2 separate regions of the Mus musculus genome follow, and region 2 is linked to region 1. A link is a contact called in public Hi-C data. All regions are on one chromosome and are shown on one strand. The core of a region is the stretch at or near the end of the contact, and the rest is flanking DNA. Distances in the headings are between cores, read along the strand shown. Region 1 overlaps Trappc12 (trafficking protein particle complex 12). Region 2 overlaps Eipr1 (EARP complex and GARP complex interacting protein 1).

The links. Hi-C and Micro-C count contacts between places; a contact is called where the count stands out from the background.
Region 2: a Hi-C map of liver shows a contact between it and region 1, with 2.4 times the contacts expected there. The contact joins two enhancer-like sites. A contact is called at or near these places in 7 of 484 Hi-C or Micro-C datasets (the P5424 cell line, Sertoli cells, forebrain and 4 more) and 1 of 115 datasets of contacts at active chromatin or transcription factors (embryonic stem cells).

Annotation. Positions count from the first base shown.
Region 1 is chr12:28,698,071-28,701,407 of GRCm38.p6, forward strand. All of the region lies in intron 8 of Trappc12 (trafficking protein particle complex 12), which reads right to left. Among named protein-coding and RNA genes, the nearest start is that of Mir6937, 20 kb to the left of the region's middle. Within about 2 kb of position 1,776, at least 102 of the 459 cell types and tissues checked have an H3K27ac peak or open chromatin away from gene starts, as enhancers often do. A contact at or near this core is called in Sertoli cells, embryonic stem cells, liver and 1 more, where this site is marked.
Region 2 is chr12:28,803,523-28,806,859 of GRCm38.p6, forward strand. The region is part of intron 3 of Eipr1 (EARP complex and GARP complex interacting protein 1); the gene reads left to right. Among named protein-coding and RNA genes, the nearest start is that of Gm46345, 38 kb to the left of the region's middle. Within about 2 kb of position 1,854, at least 131 of the 459 cell types and tissues checked have an H3K27ac peak or open chromatin away from gene starts, as enhancers often do. A contact at or near this core is called in Sertoli cells, embryonic stem cells, liver and 1 more, where this site is marked.

The DNA of each region.
Region 1 (3,337 bases), core at 526-3,025:
CCTCTCAGTTACAGCTCATGGTGACCAGTCCAAGGCTGGCACTGCTCATTTCCTCCTAACCATAAGATTCTGGGAGGTATTTCACTTCTCTACTCTAAACTTTAAGTTTCCTCTAAACTGGGACTACAGCGACTGAGCTTGCTAATTGGGAGGTTATAGAGACAGACGACAAGGAAAATTCCAGTTTGGCAGGGGTAAAAAAAAAAGAAGACTCTCCAGTCTGGTACCTTCAAGTGCAGCTCGTTAAAACTAATTTTATTCAAGGCCTGATGCTCACAAGGAGCCAGACCACACATGCCTTGATTTCCTCTCCTACCACGTTTGCTGCCTGTCACTGCGGCCCCGCCCAAGGCCAGCCGGCCTTATTTCTCATTGTGCCAGCAGGTGCACGTGGATGTGTGTGTGTGTGCATGCACCATGAGGTGTCAGGGGAGAAGGCAGCCTTTGGGCAGTCAGGGTCATGGCTGAGGGGACACGGACACGCCACCCTGTGCGACTTGAGGGCCTGCTCTCAGGCTGACCAGGGTCTAGCCCATGGCCCCTAAGGTCCATCCTGGTCTCCTCCTCCAACCTGGTACGTACCCTTACGTTTTATTTCACCGAGCAGAGGGCAGGCTGTGCCGAGTCACAGTACTGCATCTGATCACAGGCCATCGTGACCTAGGCTCCACCCTGCTCATGATGCTTCTGATGGACAGCTCATGGAGGGCCAGGGTGCATGGCATGGAGGGTCAGTATGCCTCAGGAGTAAGCCCTGCTAGGATCTTAGATTTTTTTGATTGGCATTGCTGCCTTTCAAACTTGCCCTAGGGTCAAGGGTACATGCTACTGAGAATGGCCCAACAGAAAAGAAACAGGCTATAAATATACCCATTATATATAACTTTTTTGAGACTGAGTCTTACGGTATAGCTCTGTACAGCCTGTAACTAACTATAGAGACTCAGTTGGTCTTGAACTCTCAAGAGATCCATCTGTTTCTGTCTCCCATGTTGGTGTTAAAGGTATGTACCACCAGGTTCAGTTTTGATAGGATTTTACAGTTCTCCTAGGAGGCAGGGTGGATCCACAGGTTTGGGACTGATCCGAAAAAGCAGCAGCAGAGAAGGGGTTGTCAGGCAGGTGCTATCGGCATCAGTGTCAGCATGTGTCAACAAGCCTGGGGGCGGTTAGAGGGAGTGTTCAGGGCTGTCACTGACGGCCACCTAGTTGGCTGTTAGTCAATGAAATCACTCATTCTGGGAACCTGGAGGCCAGCTGACAACAGCTTCTTGTAGTGTGTCCGCTCTACTCTTCTGACTACACTGACCTGCCCTTGAATAGAAATACAAACACTCATATGTGGGCAAAAGCATTCTTGCCTGACTTGCACCTAAAAACTGCATTGGCTGAGAGACTGCTAAATTGTATTAATGGCTGTTCTGTTGCCAACAAAGGCTTTATGTAGTGTTTTCCAAGCAAAGAGGAGGCACCCTGTGTGTGGCAGGCTCTTCCCCACAAAAGAGAAGCCACAATAGTCAATGCTGTGTGGGAGGTATAAGGACGTGAAGCTGAAAACTGTCCAGGTATCTTATGGCTACTGTGAAACCTCAGGATATCACATTTATGAACGAAGGGCTTTGTCTTGCAAGCGGGTGTTCCTGGAAATATATAGTGGGACTCTCAGAACTAGAACATATGAGCAAATTTCTTATCATTAAAAGGCTGATTAATTAGGTCATTGTTAGCTGGCACACAGGCCCCAGCTATGCAGCCCAGCTACTGTGGCAATACTTGTCGTGTCCACTAGATGGCAGCAGACTGCATGTGCTCACATCCACTTTCCTTACAGCATTTCTTTAACTCATGAAAATCAAGATTAAATCAAACTTTTAATTTAAATTACATCCATGGAGAAAGTATTTTTGAGACATGATAATCCGTCCCGTTCAGAACCTTGGGTGACAGGATGTCACAGGCAGACGTTTGGTGCCTGTGCCTACATTGCTGGCGGTGTCACTACTGCAGTAAAACAAAGGAAAGCGTTTTTTGTTACACTATTTTCTAACAGAGTCTCTCAGAAAGGCAAGCTGAGTGCACTGCAGCTGAGCAGCGACTTCCTCCCTGAGCATCTTCAGCCTGTGGCTGGGCACCACCAGTGCTGCAAGCCTAAGAAGGCAACCAAGGCTCAGAGACTTCAGGAGACTGGAGGCTCCCGGTGCCTTCTCAGGCTGCTACAGGCCACAGCAGTGAGGAGAGGCAGGCCTCACAGGGGGCGGTGGGACAGAAGGAAGCAGGCCCCTCCTTGGCTGAGGGCTGCAGCCCATGGGGAGGTGGGGGAGGCTCTGCAATGATGTCACCAGGGAGGTGGATGTGGGAAGATACCAGGAACAAAGTGGCCCTGTGGCAACAGACCATGTGCAAATATCTCACACAGAACTTCTAAAAGCTGTAATGTGTTCAAGAGTCGGAAAGAGCTGTGAGGACAGCTGGAGAGGTTTTAGGAAACCCATTCTTCTGTGTCAAGGTCACCTACTACAAGAGCCTGTCTACACCCAATGTCACACGTCACCTGTCTGCAGAGGTGCAGAGGAAACACACTGTCCTATGGCTGGGCTGTGGTCACAGACTTTCCTGCCAGGTCCAAGGAGCTGGCCACGTGGAGGGCTGCCAGTCGCTCTAAAGCGAGGAGCACGCTCTTCCCCTTGGTAACCTGCCCGCTGGCGGCCGCTCAGTCAGAGCAGGACGACCTTGGCTGAGGATGAGCTGATGAGCCGTCTCACCACAGCTCGGAAGGTGTTAACAGCGCTGCTCTGGGCGTCTGCTGCTGACAGATTCCGTGGCGGCTTCAGTGCCTGCCTGCAGCTGGCAGCAAGGCCGCCAGCTCTGTGGCAGGCCACCCGTGCCCAGGGCGGGAGGCAAGCCAGGCATGGGATGTATTTGAAATGAGAGAGAAGCTGAAAACCCGCTGGCAGGGCCCACGTGGAGAATGGACTGGAAATTCAGTGACTGACAGCCCGGCAGAGCTCCCCGAGTCACACTGGCTCCTCAGGTGCACAGCTCGGGGTGAGGTCCTCACAAGAGGGTCTGGTGGGAAAGACTGCCTTCAGATGTCAAATCCATCAATCATTAAAAAATGACCCTCACAGTAAAACAATCAGAACAAAGGTGAGATTTTCTGGATGGAGTTCAGAGGAAAACGCCCATTTTCGGGCGGAGTGAGCAGTTTTAATTAGACTGTTTAGACCTAGGCCCGTGCAATTAAATTCAGCAATATAAACTGTTTTCTGTGGAAATTTTACAACGACAAGTTAGGCCCCCAAGTGTGAGTGAACTCTACTGAGCAATCTAGGCCACA
Region 2 (3,337 bases), core at 604-3,103, 110 kb after region 1:
TATGCTGTTCTCTGCTGTGGTCAGTTTGCTTGCACAGGCTTGGCGAAGCGGTGCTTACACTGCCTTCTTGTGTTAGTTACTGGCCCTTCCTGTGAGCTGTTGCTCTTGCTGTCAGCCTGTCTCAAGCATGGGGTGAGGATGCTCATTTTTCCTTTCTCTTTTCCAAAGTCCCCAGAGATTGAGACCTGTCTACATTTTGCAGGCAAAGGCACCAAAGCCTATGAACTTGCTGGAGTAGCTTGCATGTGGTCAGACAGCTGATTCGCAGAAGCCAGAAATATAATACGCTTCCTTTGATAGCCACTTGGACCTTCTTGATGGCTGCCCCTTGCACCTTCTTTGTACCGGACGGAACAACTTTCCTCATATTTACTTAGAAAACTAAGATTTTTTTAGGTGCAAATTGTATCAAGTGGATATTTTTGTAAGAGAGTGTTTTTTGGTATTTCAGCCCAAGGAAAAATAGTAGAAACCTAAACATGACAGTCTGCAAATCGTTAGAGTTTCAAAGAATGAAGGTGTGATTTTTTTTTTTTTTTGTGCAAGGGTGTTAATTAATGTCTGACATGGCTGAGTGCCCGAGTAGTGCTCTGATCAGTGTAAAACCCCATCTCTCAGATCTGATGCTTCAGCTCATGCTGAGGACCCACCGGTTCTCTGTAACAGGAGTGCTCTCCAGAGAGCAAATAGTTTGACATTTTGTGGATGCCACTGCCCTTGTTTTAGTTATCGAGGTTTGCTCTGGAGAGCAGGCAGATACATGTATCAACCTTGTGTCAATCTCATCTGCTTCATGTGCCAGACTGCCTCATTTAGCTAGGGTGGTGACTGAATAGTTTGGTCCAGGGCATGGCATCCCTGTTAGACCAGGCCAGGTATCAGGGTGTCAGTGTGGGTAAGCCTTCATACTCTGTTCCCTCTGGAGACATTCGGTTTCTAGAAAGGCAAACCTTTCCAATAGCCAGGGCTCTTTGAATCAAGCTCAGCTCAGGGAGAGAGCCACTGGCCATCGTCCTTCCAGCTCCATTATAGAAGTGGCTGGGAGAGAGATCAATGGGAATAGGTCAACCTGTACATGAAAAGTTGGAAGGGAACAGCAGAGCCAGAATTTTAATTTTTCTACTTGCTGTACAAGAAGATGCACTCACAGAGGATCCAGGTTCCATTCCCAGTACCCATGTCAGCAGGCTCGAAACAGCTGCTAACTCTGGCTCCAGGGGGGAGGAGTTATGGGGGGGGGGATATCTCTCATAGGCCAGGCCTAGAGCTTGCCACGTAGACCAAGGCCAGCAAGCCTCAGTGTTTCTTTTATCTGTCTCTGCTCCCCCAGCTTTGGGAGCCTTTTACCTGATTCTTAGACTCAGGTCTTCATGTTGCAACATAAGCGCTTTACTGACTGAGATGTTTCATCATCCCTGAGAGAACACTGTTGGCTGCTAGCCTATGCTGCTCTGTGGTTGTTGAATCCAGCTATGTCTTGACCTATTTATTCCCTTCCAGATGTCCTGCAGGTCTAGGTAAATAGTGAAATAGGAGCTGTGATCAAAGAAGACAGGGCCCTGGGCACTGCAATTCTGTTAGAGGGCATATTCAGAGCCAGTGTGGGTGGAGACATGTTCATGTGGCTCAGGTAGGAAATCAGAAGTCTGGAGAAGGCAGGGCAGCCTGGGTTGGAAAGGAAGGCTGTAGATGGCTCTGACATCAGCCTGCTTGCTGCCCTTGTTTGACTCCTCCTCCTGGGGTGGGGTGGTTATCACTAGAAAGGACTTGGAGTCAAGCTTTAGAGATGTCCTGAGGCATACTGCAGCTGCTGGTGCATTCCTGATAAGCTCAGGAATGACTAATGCAGTTAAGGATGTGGGGTGGAGGACAGAGCACCCTTTGTTCCATTCAGCTGATATATGCTAGGCAGTGATGCTCCAGCTCAGAGTCAGAGCTGAAGGAGAGGAAGGACTCTTGGTGGTGTGCTTTTCACTTCTCTGTCTTCTGTGCAGTCCTTGGAGCTCACACACAAGACAGCTGCCTTCACAGAGGTTGCACGACTGAGCCAAGATTTTACAAGATATTAGCAGGATCAAATGGAGCACCGCCCAAGTGACCCCACACACTCAGTGGACACATAGGCCCTCATTCATCAACCAAGGCTGGTCAACTACTTCAGAAGAGACAGCAAATCATGGGCCGGTTGTCCCTTTTCCCATAAGCATTAGTGTTTGCCAAGCATTTATCTGGCAACTCAAGTAATGTCATTGTTTTAGGTAAATGTGTGTTCATGCCGCTTACATATTTGTAAATTTTGTGTATGTGTGTGTGCGTGTGTGTGTGTGTGTGTGTGACTGTGTGTTGCTATGTGCACGGAGGCTGGGGCATTGGATTTTCCCTAGAGTTAGAGTTAGAGTCTGTTGAGAGCCTGCTGCCATGGGTCCTGGGAAGGGAACCTGGATCCTCTACAAGTGCACTGCACATACACATTCTTAACTGCGGAGGCATCTCTTCAGCCCCGGCTGTCATCGTTTTTATGCTATCTATCTGTGATAGAGATCAAGACATTCTTCTGAGTCCTGTCTCCTGCATCTGTATCCCCCCTTTCCAGAACTCTTCCCCTGAACCCCTCTCTGGCTTTCCAGTTTTAGTTGTAGAGCATCTAGGAGGGAATGCGCAGCCTGAATGTAGAGGCTCTGCTGTTGTGACTCCTGCCCCTGTATGTGTTTTCTGTTTGTTTTCTTTTGCTTTTGTTTTTGTCTTCTAAATAGGCAGGGTTTTTAAATAGCTTGCTATTACTGAGGCTTTTAAGAACATTGCACATCATTTTCACAGAAACTTCTCCTAAGTATTTTAAATCAGTATTTAACCAAGACAACACACAGCTGCTATAAATCGGTCTTGCCAGTTGAGCAGAAGCCCAGGTGGACTGAGGACTTGGGCTCAGATATTTGCGGGATTCATCTTCTCAGAGGAATCAGAGCTCTGTTGGGGTGTCAATATGGGATTCTACTACTGGATCAAATTGTAATGTGTAATCACAGTGTCTATGTCATAATTTTATTGTCATTTTGTTCCTCAGGTGACTCCTTATTGTATTGCTAAAAGTATAAAATATATATAACTCTAGGGGTATTTTAGATAGCGGATATGCCGGTGACAATGTCAGTATCTTAAGTCTAATAATAGAGTTGCCATTGCTGGTTCTTTCTCCTGTATTTAGGCTGCTATTTTTAACATTAACTATTCTTACATCTTTGTTAAGACAACAGGGATTTATTTTTACTCACTATTTTGTTTTTGAATAAAATACACACACACACACACACACACACACACACACACACACACACAC